Regions from separate parts of the Zea mays genome. Here region 2 is linked to region 1. The links are chromatin contacts, called in public Hi-C maps. All regions are on one chromosome and are shown on one strand. The core of a region is the stretch at or near the end of the contact, and the rest is flanking DNA. Distances in the headings are between cores, read along the strand shown. Region 1 has its middle 43 kb from the start of LOC100501158. Region 2 has its middle 32 kb from the start of LOC103635061.

Region 1 (6,216 bases), core at 2,739-5,238:
TCGTGTTGTATGGATTAATGTGATGATGAAATTAGACTAGATGCAAACAAGGTCTATTAATACTTAATCTAGCATTAAAATGTTGAAAGTAAGGATCCACTCATAGTAAGCTTTTCTGCAAACAGAGTCCTTGATTCTTGATAAGCCTTACCTTGAATCCTTTTAAAACCAGCATACCCTTGAGAGTCTCTTCTTTAGTCGGGTAAGTCTTGCTGAGTACTTGCGTACTTAGGGTTTTACCCATTGTTGCTGCAGGTTACGAGTCACTTGATTGTGATTGGTGTTAAGCGCCGGTGGGCACGACCTTCTATAAATCTAAGTACTTCTTCTATACTTCTTATTGAGGATGGTCACTTAAGCTAGCATATATTTCAAACTTATAAACAATTTATAATAATTCAAAGTTATTTCTTTGAATCACTTTTGTAATCACTCTGATCATGTACATTGTAAAACTTGATGTAACATGTAAAATTTGGTAATAAGATTTCCGCTGCAAAATTGTTGGTGTGTGATTTGTGTTTACTTAATCCCGCGGTTCTGGTTGTAAGTGGTTTATCCGAGGTTGTTGGGGCACTCAGACAGATCCTGTTAAGTTATCTGGTGCACATGCATAGCCGTCTAAGGTCTTTGAGACAAGGGCATGTGCATGTGGGCCCAATAACTTGGGAGGTTCTGCCATACCCTTGGTTGTGATTGCCTCTGTCTTCACTTTGACTGGGATTGTGTATTGTTCTAAGATGCCTTGGGTGGAGCCTTCCTCCGAAGCCCCTGGTCATCTCAGAATATCTATAAGCTTGCTCCCTTCTTTCTCGGAAATCGTTGTCGGCTCTGATGTACTCATCCATCTTCTGGAGAAGCTTCTCCAAGGTTTGTGGGGGCTTTCTGGCAAAATACTGTGTTGTTGGTCCTGGACAAAGCCCCTTGATCATGGCTTCAATGACAATCTTATTTGGCACCGTTGGTGCCTGAGCTCTGAGACACAGAAACCTTCGGACGTATGCCTGCAGATACTCCTCATGGTCTTGTGTGCACTGAAATAAGTCTTGAGCAGTCACCAACTTTGTCTAAAACCCCTGAAAGCTGATGACTAACATATCCTTGAACTTCTTCCATGATGTGATTGTTCTTAGCCTAAGAGAAAATATCAGGTTTGAGCAACACTTCTGACTGCCATGACGAAGGATTTTGTCATGACAACATTGTTGCCACCATATGATGATATGGTTGTTTCGTAGCTCATGAGAAACTGCTTCGGGTCCGAGTGCACATCATATATGGGAAGCTGGGGTGGTTTGTATGAAGGTGGCCATGGGGTAGCCTGCAATTCTGTAGCTAGGGGGAAGTATCATAAAAAACAATGCTATCATGATGAAAGTCATCATACCATATGCTATCATGGCTATGGCTTTCTTTACGAAGCTCTCTTTGTTGTGGCTTATGCCCTTGTTCATTGTCTTGTGTGATGTGTCGCATATCTTCGGCTGCTTCATCAATCTTTTTCTAGAGCTCAGCCAGCCAAAGCATCTTCTCCCTTCTTCTCTCCACTTGTTGATGAATAGCTTCTAGGTCCCTGATCTCTTGATCCAACTCTTCGTCATGTGGTGTTGGGCTAACAACTTTCCTATTCTGTCTTTGGGCCTCCCTTAGAAGGAGCCCATCTTGATTGGTGCCTAGAGGAGCAAGGGCAGCCCATGGCGCCGCTGTCTTCTTCGGTGGCATGACGAAGGTGGTCGTTCGAGTTCTCTTGACGAAGATTATCGTTTGAGTTCACCGGAGGTGGGCGCCAATTTTGGTCACTTTGTTTTCGATAGCTGTGAACCAAGAACAAGGCAACACATTTGTTAAACATTGAAGACCTTGGTCCCTCGAAGCATTATTCCCCTTCGGGTATAACGAATCTCGAATGAAGGTCATGAAGAACATGTTTTCATCATTCACAAATATCATGTCATTTATTCATTTTATTTTGTATTGAATGTACAAACAATATCAAGATACACATTGCATTGATACCTTCGGCTTGCTTGAAGGTATAGGCGTGAATGCAGTTACCATCCAACGTCAACAGTGTTGGGGTACTATTCATCTATTTATAGGCAATCGTACAACTTCGTATGATATTACATTCATTTCCTTGAAGATTGCATACAAGGTTTACAAATGTCATAGGGACAATTTTGTCATTTGCACCTAGCAGTTTCAATCAACACCTTCTTCCTACGTCACCTTCCCGCGACATCGTAACGAAGCTTGCTTCGTCGCACTTCCATTGATCAAAATCAAAGCTTTTCTTGTACTGAAGCTCCAGTAACACTTAATAATATATAAAAAACAAGTAGTCAGCCGTGTTTTTGAGGACCTTCGGAAGAAGAAGGCCCCCAACACCGACAGCCTCCACCAGGCGCTGCTTACCCCTCGAGCCAGACGCACAATGGAGCTCAGACGGTTTAGGTCGGCCCCAAACCTTATGCTCTGAAAGTAGCATGAGAACAGACTCTTCCCTCATAACAGGGTTACATTTGTCCATATCCTAGTCCAGTAAGGTTGGCCTCCACAAACACGGTTCTGGTACTATCCGAGGCCCAGCCTAGTCAGAGCCGCCCTTATGAACACAGACTCAGGTGTTACATGTATCCCATTGCGAAGGAAGAGTAAGTCCTCATCCATCAGTTTCTTTTCATATTTACGCATGTTGGTTCTTTTTACCCCCTTTTGGGGATCTAAACTTCTGTTGTACTCGAGAAAACCGAATAATAGTGCCTGTTATTCCCCAAACAAATGGGCAGACCAAGAGAACAAATCAGGTTCTAGAGGATATGTTGAGAGCTTGTGCTCTTAAGCATGGTGGCAGTTGGGACAAAAGTTTACCCTACGCAAAGTTCTCCTATAATAATAGTTATCAGACCAATTTGAAGATGTCCCCGTTCGAGGTATTATATGAGAGGAAGTGTAGAACTCCCACTGTATTAGGATTAGACTGGTGAAAGATGGTTCTTTGGACCGGAGATTATCCAAGAAGCAGAGGAACAAGTTCGAATGATAAGGGAGAACCTGAGAACTGCACAGTCAAGGCAGAAAAGTTATGCGGACACCCGAAGAAGACAACTAGAGTTTGAGGAAGGTGATCACATGTACCTGAAGGTGTCACCAATTCGGGGTATGAGAAGATTTAAAGTCAAAGGGAAGTTGTCCCCTCGCTTCATTGGACCCTTCAAATCCTAAAGCGAGTTGCAGAAGTAGCCTATCAACTGGAATTACCAAATCACCTGGCAGATGTGCATAATGTGTTTAATGTATCCTAGTTGAAGAAATGCCTAAGAGTCCCGGAAGAACAGTTGCCGATGGAAGAACTCAGTGTGCAGGGTGATCTGACCTATACAGAGTATCCTACCAAGATCATCAATACCCTGACCCGAGTTACCAGAAATAAAGTGGTCAAGATGTGTAAAGTGCAATGGAGCCATCACACAGAGGATGAAGCTAGCTCGGAGAGACAAGATGAATTGCAAGCCAAATTTCCTCACCTTTTCCTAGTTCGTCGTAATCTCAAGGTTGAGATTACTTTTAAGGGGGATAGAATTTGTAAACCCTAACATGGGATTCTCACTACCTGAGACATTCAAGAGATAATTTTAGTGCTATGTTGATTATGTGTTTTATCAATCGAACATGTTTCTGTTTGTTAAAATAAATACTAAAGGAAATATTCAAAATTATGCATCATTGTGGAGTTTTTTTTATGCATTTGAATGTAGTTTGAAACTCCAACTCAGATTTTAAAATAAGAGAAATTTTAAATTTAAACTGAAAACTGAAATGCAATAGAAATCCAAAATAGAAATGAAAAAAGAAAAAAGGTGAAGCAACGCATTGGGCCGTCTTCCCCCTTCGGCCGGCCCATGAGGCAATCGGCCTAGCTAGCATATGCATCGACAGGCAGGACCCGCATGTTAGCCGCCCTCCACGCGAGTGCCTCCCTTGTTGTGTCACTACGACGCGGGCCCGTGCACCAGGATGAGCCACCGCGCACTGCTGCGGTGCTTGGGCCTCTGTAGCGTGGGCTCGGCTGTTAGTAATCCTTGTAGATCTTCCCAAGACCGAAACAACAGAGTCGATTGCAACTGCCTCACCTTTTTTCCTGGCCATGGAACAACTGCCACCAGCTGGTAGTCATGATGCCCTAGGACCGGGTGTATATGATGCACGCGCCACGGTTGGAACCCCTTGTTCGTCAGAGATGGCAAAGTGGTGCCGTGGCCGAGCCACACCACCTCGCCGAGAGCTAGACGTGCCACTGCGCCCTTGCCTTGCGTACACGACTGCTCGGTAGCCAAATTGTGGTCGGGGAGGTCCACCGACAGTAGAGGATCTCGTTCGGGCAAATCCTCCGACATCAAGTCATCTAGATCCGGGGACTTTCTCGCTGGAGGTTGTTGGGCACAGCGGAGTCGCTTCTGCCCATGGTCGAAGCACGCCGCGCTACTGTCACATCCGGTTTTAGAAGGCAAATCGAATGCGAACCATGTATGTGTCAGGATCAGAAATTCACGTACACAGCAATTACATAATTCGACATCATCACACATTGCTCAAAATAATAGTGGAAATAAGTACTTTATTTCATCACGATATCCAAGATATCCATAGAGTCATTAAGTTAAGTCATAATCAAAGTGTGAATACGAAACATAGTAAGATAAGACCTTTACAGGCATCTGACTGAGGCTTTGCTACTAATCTAAATTAGAACTCGTCGAAGTCCTAAAACTCCTGGAAGTCCTCCATGTTGCCTTCATCTTCTCTTGAGCACGGGATGCAATGGGGAAAACCTAGGGTTTGGTGTTTTAAAGCAAGGGTGAGTACACATCAACGTACTCAGCAAATGTCCCGTTTAGCTAAAGTGGACTAGTTGTATGTGGGGTTAAGCTTAAAGCGGTTTCTTTTAGTTGGTCAGGTATTTATTGTTGGATCTTTTATGGGCTTGGCCCATTTATTGAATAAACTCTATGGTGAGTAATGGTGGAGAATACCAATAGTACCACATTGGAAGTCCAAGGGTCCTTTGCCTTGACTTATATGGTGGGATTTATTCCACTTAACTTGAGAAGTCAAGAAATGGACAAAGGCGTGCCACACACGCGCGCGCGCGCCGCCGCCGCCGCCGCCGGCCGGGCCGGGCGTGGCGTGGCGTGGCGTGGCGTGGCGTGGCAGGCAGGCAGGCGAGCGGGCGGGCGGGCGTGGTTGTGTTAATTTTTAGCACTCACTAACCGCGTATGTCAGCCGAGCCGAGTGACCCTTCTCCTTCAGCTGCCGACTTATGGCGTGACTCGGCGAGAGCTGGCCGACTCATGGCATAACTCGGCTAGAGCTGGCCGACTCTTGGCGTGACTCGGCGACCTTTCTCCTTCAGCTTCCCTCTGCGAGAGGTTAAATAGAGGAGCACCCCTGTCACTCGGTACACGCGAGAAACACTTTCAGTCTCACAATCCAGCCGCCGAGTGAGGGTATTTCCATCTCGTGACTCTGCGCGCACAGAGAAGCGAGAGGGCAGGTGCCTCCGAAGCCGGTGCCGTTCGAGACCTTGCACGGGGGATCGGCAATTAGGTTTTTGGGGAGCGTCTACGCGACTGCCCAACGTCTGTTGTTCTTGCTGTCTTCATCTCGATCGGATGACAAAAGAAGTTGGACAAGGATCAGGATCCTCGGAGCGCATGGGAGGGTATGATCAATTCAGTTCATTACAGTTTTATATTCTGCATATTATATATGTCGTATGTAGTTTTGTCCTATCGTATTATAAGTCATCCTGTTTATATTATTATCTGTTTATTTCCAGTTGTTCCGCAATAATCCATGAATCATGTTTATATACTTATTTTATTTATATGATTTACATGCTTCATATGCTTTGTGTTCTCATGATCCATATTGTTATGGATATTTTTGAGATCATGTTATCTATGTTTGATTATCTATTATATGTCATCACCATAATGTTAATTTATGGAATTAAAATGGTACGGAAAATGCCTATAATTCTAACATTCCAAAAACCTAATGTTAGGCATTTTTCTGTCAGAGGTTTTGCTGCTGTGCTAAAGCCTGATCCTTTTGATGGTAAAAACTTCTTGATATGGAAAGCTAAAATGGAATTGTGGCTAACTGCAATGTCTTGTTTTCATGCCGCTGAGGGCAAGCCTGCAAACTTACCTC
Region 2 (6,216 bases), core at 2,268-4,767, 380 kb after region 1:
GCCAATAGGGAGCAGGGCAGCAAGCGTTCGGTGCATATTCGAATATTCCTATGTGGCTATGCGATGATTTCCTGAAGTAACACTCAGCCACACGGCTAGACGGCCAAACGGCCAGTGCCCACTCGTGACTCGGCCACTCGGCTAGCCGCTAGCCAGTCCTACTAGCTATAAACGCTTCTCATTTTCTCAGCTTCTTTTTTGTTACTAGTAAACAATGAGCTAAATACTAGATTATTAAATGTTTATGTGATGGTAGATTGACATCAAAATAAGAGAATAAAGAGGACAAAAACATTGAGATCATTTATTGTTCGGCTCCTACACCTTTGATACAAACTGATTCATCAACACCAAACCAACTATCCCTAGAAGAACCTGTGATAGAATCAGAAACATTAGGTGTTGAGGAGGGACAAGCATCATTATAGACAGAAGGTAGCAATGCAAATGAATCGGTGGGTTTAAGAGATAGAAAGTATAGATGATCCTGGTCTTCTCATGCTAATTGAGCAAATTGATGCAAACATTAGGGATGTTGTCAGAAGAGCATATATTGCGAAGGGTCCATGTCAACCAAAAGGTCATAAGTATCCTAAAAGAATGATAGGAAATCACAATAGGTCTTTTCATGATGAATGTTATGTAAATAATCCATGGTTGGAATATAGCATTGCTAAGGATGTGGCCTTTTGTTTTTATTGCTATCTTTTTAAACAACCAAGAGATGAAAATTATGGTGTTGATGCCTTCATGGTTGTTTGATTTCGTTGATGGAAAGATGGACGTGAAACCATTGGAGCTCATGGTAATGGTATAGATCACAATAAGTCTAGAAGGTCCTATGAGGACTACAAAAATCAGAGGCAAAGTGTGTCTCATGTGATGAATCGAGGGGGTAAAAACACGGAAGAGGAATATAAAGGTCGTTTGCTTTTTATATTGGGACTTGTAAGATTCCTTTTATTGCAAGCACTTGCTTTTCATGGACATGATGAATCCTCTACCTCAAGCAATAAGGGAAACTTTTTAGAGTTGCTACAGTGGTACAAAGACAAGGATAAAAATGTAGCAAATTTGCTTCGTACTAATCAGATGACTTCATCTGATATCCAAAAAGACATTTGTAGAGCTTGTGCAGAGTAGAACACCAAAGCTATTATTTCAGATATTGGGAATAGAAACTTTTCCATTCTGGTTGATGAGGCTCGAGATGCTTCTATCAAGGAGCAAATGGCGGTTGTTTTGAGGTTAGTCTATGATTGAATGGTTGCTATTTTTTGCCAATGTCAAATTTTTAACCATGCATCTATTCTTTTCTTTAGGTATGTCAACGAACGAGACAAAGTGATTAAGAGATTTCTTGGGTTACAAGAGGTACCCGACACTACATCATCCACTCTAAAAATTTCTTTGGATGGTATGTTTTCTTTCTATGGGTTGTCAATGGATAGATTACGAGGACAAGGTTATAATGGGGCATCAAACATGAGGGGTGAATTTCATGGGTTGCAAAGAAGAATATTAGATGAGAATCCATATGCTTTTTACATACATTGCTTTGCACACCAATTGCAATTAGTGGTTGTTTTAGTTGCTAAGTGTTGCGCTTCTGTATTTGATTTCTTCCAAACGTGCAACTTGATTGTGAATAGTGTTAATGCTTCTTGTAAGAGAAGGGGTCAATTAGCTCAACAACACCATGAGAAACTTGTGAGCATGTTGGAAAGGGGGGAAAATTTTTTAGGTAGAGGGAAAAATCAAGAAACCAACCTAGCACAACCTGGGGATACTCGATGGGGTTCACATCATAAAACTATATGTCGTATTATTCTCATGTGGGATGCTACTCTAGAGGTACTAGAGATTGTTGCTGATGATGGCTCTAGTGGGGATAAGAAATATATGACTTATGTTTGTTGAAACAAATGGAGATCTTTGAATTTGTGCTTATTCTGCATCTCATGATGAGGTTATTAGGCAAGACTAATGATTTGTCACGATGTTTGCAAAGAAAAAATCAGAATATTGTCCTTGTCGTTGGATTGATTGGAGCCACATTGCGGAATATTAGTGAAGTACATGATAATGGATGGGAGGAATTGTTTGAGGAGGTAAAGACCTTTTATAACCAACATAACATTATTGTACCAAAGATGGATGATACAATTACTGTCCGAGGTCGCTCAAGGGGACATGGAGGTCAGTTAGTGACTTACTATCATCATTTCAAAAATGAGATCTTTATTGTTATGTATGATCAAGTTATTGTGGAATTAAACAATCGCTTCACTGAAAGATCTACTCGATTATTAAGATGCATTTCTTGTCTAGATCCAATAAATTCATTTGCCAACTATGACAAAGCTCAGCTGATAGAATTGGCTAAGATTTATTCAGCAGACTTCTCTCAATATGACCTCTTGATCCTTAGAGACCAACTCGATATATTTATTGTTGATGTGAGGGGTAATTCTGATTTTGCAAATTGTGAAGACCTTGGTAATCTGGCTATTAAGATGGTGCAAACTGAGAGACACCTAGTTTTTGCATTGGTTTATCGTCTCATTGAATTAGCCTTAATTTTGCTTGTTGCAACTGCCACGGTTGAAAGAGCCTTCTCAGCTATGGAAATCATCAAAACAGAATTGAGAAATTTGATGGGAAATGATTGGTTGAATCATAAAATGGTATGCTATATAGAAAGAGATATCTTCACAAGTATTCAAAGTGATGATATTTTATACCATTTTTAAGAATTGAAGAGTTGTATGAAAAAGCTACCTCCACAAAGTTCAAGTGGTATATTTTTGTGCTCACTTATACATTTTTGCATTCATTAGTTATATTGTCATGTTGTATCTCTCATTTTATACAAATATTTAACTTGCAATCTGTAGGTTCAAATTTACTTGCTAATGTTGATGAAGTTATTAGATGCGGGGAAGGACCAAATCGTCTCTAATTAGGTACCTTTATATTTTTTATCAAGTTTATTATATTTTTAGATGCTGAATTGAAGTAAATACTATCTTAGTCTATGTTTATGGTATATTTTGTTTTAGCGATATATTTAGCCACACAATATATTAGGGGTTGTTTAAATTAACCTTTAAATTTTATAGAGTGGTCCGGAGTGTTAATTTTATAGAGCTTCGCCACTGGCTTAACTAATGATCCATAAACCACCATGCTTTGATTGGGCACGTGACAACCCCTCACCAGTACACTACTGTGTCACTGGTATAGACTATAGAGAGATTCAGTGGAGTGGTGAGTGCAGACTGCAGCCCAGCCCCTCTTCGTCCCTGCCTTTTGTGTTCAGCTTGGGTGCAGACCTGCTACACACTCACTGCTAGGACATGAACGCTCACAAGTCACGAATGATCTCGCCAATAATCTCTACGAAAGTGAAACGCCAGCGTTCATTCGGACCAAAAAGGAGGAAGATGACTCACACGGCCCAACTCACACAGCAGCAGCTCGATCATATCAGCCTATGAAGACCATTTGTTTGGGTCAATGCAGCAGGCCACCGACAGCTTTCCATAGGCCCAGGTATCACCTCCAAGGTTGTTGTACAGGGCCAGCGAACTCACTGTTTTTTTCCTTAAATACACAAAAGGTTTAGGTCATTGTTATTAATTAAGGTAGAATATATAGTTTTATCTTACAAACGACGCATTTCTGTTCAGCATCCTAAAACATCTATACAATTGCAGCTATGGGCTACACCAATCCTATCCTAACGCACAGGTCTAATTTCTAACATTACAAAAATAATAAATGGATCACATATAAAAAAATGTTGGTCTACTATCTCCCTAGACTTCTATGAGCTTTGTAATGGTTTTCATGAGGGCACCTATTGGATCACATATAATCCTGGTACCAAAGAACTCCTCCCCCATCACAGTTAATGAATACCGCCCAATATCGCTTCTAAACTCTTGTGTCAAACTGATGACAAAGCTATTAGCCAACAGATTGCAGGGAGTGATTACCAAGCTCATTCATGACAACCAATATGGTTTTATTAAGGAACACACCAAACAAGACTGCCTGACCTAGTCCTTTGAATATGTACACCTATGCAAGCAATCAAAGAAAGAGCCGGTTATCCTAAAGCTTGACTTCGAAAAGACATTTGACAAATTGGAACACAATGTTATTATCGACATCTGGAAACATAAAGGGTTTGGGCCCAGATGGCTAATGTGGACGGAAATGATTATGAACTCAGGGACATCCTCAGTGCTGCTAAATGGAGTCCCCAAGAAAAGTTTCCATTGTAGAAGGGGGTCAGACAAGGCGACCCCCTTTCTCCGCTGTTGTTTGTCCTAGCTGCGGACCTCCTACATGCTATCGTCAATAAAGCCAAAAATCTTGGACTTCTCAAACTACCTCTGACCCATATGGGTGATCAGAATTTCCCCGTCATACAATATGCAGATGACACAATTCTAGTCATGGAAGTTTGTCCTAAGCAACTGTTCTTCCTCAAGGCAGTTCTCAACTTCTTTGCTGATTCAACAGGCCTTCATGTCAATTATCATAAGTCCAATATCTACCCCATCAATGTGTCTGACGACAAGATGAACATCCTTGCAAAGACTTTCAATTGCAGTATTGGGAATTTCCCTTTCACATATTTAGGGATACCGATCGGGACAACCAGACCAAAGTTGGATTCCTTTTTTTCCTTGATTCAGAAGATTGAGAAAGTTTATCTACAACATCCACACTTCTATCACAAGCAGGTAGACTACAGATGGTTAATGTGGTATTCTCGGCTCTCTCAACATACTTTCTCTGCATGCTAAAACTACCCCAATCAGTGATCAAGCACATTGACAAGTACATAAAACATTGCCTTTGGAGGGGATCAGACATCAACGCAAAAAGGCCACCGCAAGCAGCCTAGCAATTAGCGTGTAAACCTAGAACTCAATGTGGGCTGGGAGTCCTTAACCTCACTAGCACAATGAGGCCCTACTGATGAAATCTCTTCATAAAATTCTTCTAAATAGACATAAACTGCCCTGGGTACACATGGTTTGGAATAATCATTATAAAGATGGAAGGGTCCCCTCGAGTAGGAAAATTGGATCGTTTTGGTGGAGGGACATACTAAAGACGCTAGAGACATTCAAAAAAGTCGCCAGAGTTACTATTGTAGATGGGCGCTCAGTGCAACTATGGTCAGACCTATGGAATAACAAGGAAAACTCCTTAACTTATCTAGAACTTTTCTCATACTCCATGAACAAAGAGATCACCAAAGCGACTACAAAAACACAAGACTTTGTGCATGAACTTTTTCAGCTACCCCTGTCAGCAGAGGTCTTCTCGCAACTTCAAATGGTTGAGACTAAACTCAGCAGGATACCTCCGTCGGCATTATGTGGCAAATGGGCATACTGGGGGTCAGCACAATACTCATCACAAAAAGCGTACAAGATCATCCATGTATCACCTCCAGCCCCTCGCTCTTTCATCGGGCTTTGGCCCTCCAAGTGTCAACCCAAGCAAAAGTTGTTCTTCTGGTTGCTGCTTCACGACAGACTTAATACCTGCAACCTGCTCAGGAGAAGAAGGATGCAAATTGACCCATATGTATGTGAAAACTGCATTCGACAAAAGGAGAAAATTGTATCCCACATGTTCTTCAGATGTGGATTCACCAAACAATGCTGGCAGATGGTTGGGGTCTTGTCGCCCAGAACTTTAGACTTGCATACTGTTGTGGAAAGAATCAGAGCACAATTGGCAAAACCTTGGTCGATGGAGACCATAGTGACGATGACATGGTGCATCTATCTCGAAGAGCAGGAATGGATGGATATTTGAGAACAAGGCGCCAACAGTCTCCACCTGCAGTACGTAATATGTTCGTCAAAGATCTATTACTCGTATCTTATAGAATGAGAACTGTCAAACACTGGCTGCAAACGTTGTAATACGTCACCTTTGTAAAATTGTACATACCCCTTCACATTCTAAAATAAAAATACTATTGAGGAGCCCCCTACAGTACAATTCGATCAAAAAAATAGCAGTACCACTATACCGTGCAATGCAAGCGCGTAGTGAGCCGTTTCTTCTGGTTAAACAAGTGGTACTGTGGTAGCATGCAACAACGATCTTTGATGCTCCGGTCGTCATTGTCATTTATTCTTTTGGCAGCATGTCATGTCAGATGCGATGTGTAACGGAGTG

What was found. A called contact is a pair of places that touch in the nucleus more often than the background predicts.
Region 2: a Hi-C map of ear shows a contact between it and region 1, with 5 times the contacts expected there. The contact joins two enhancer-like sites. A contact is called at or near these places in 2 of 25 Hi-C or Micro-C datasets (ear and tassel).

What each region holds. Positions count from the first base shown.
Region 1 is chr8:34,999,098-35,005,313 of Zm-B73-REFERENCE-NAM-5.0, forward strand. No RefSeq gene overlaps it. Among protein-coding and RNA genes, the nearest start is that of LOC100501158, 43 kb to the left of the region's middle. Within about 2 kb of position 3,989, at least 18 of the 20 cell types and tissues checked have an H3K27ac peak or open chromatin away from gene starts, as enhancers often do. A contact at or near this core is called in ear, where this site is marked.
Region 2 is chr8:35,380,079-35,386,294 of Zm-B73-REFERENCE-NAM-5.0, forward strand. No RefSeq gene overlaps it. Among protein-coding and RNA genes, the nearest start is that of LOC103635061, 32 kb to the right of the region's middle. Within about 2 kb of position 3,518, at least 12 of the 20 cell types and tissues checked have an H3K27ac peak or open chromatin away from gene starts, as enhancers often do. A contact at or near this core is called in ear, where this site is marked.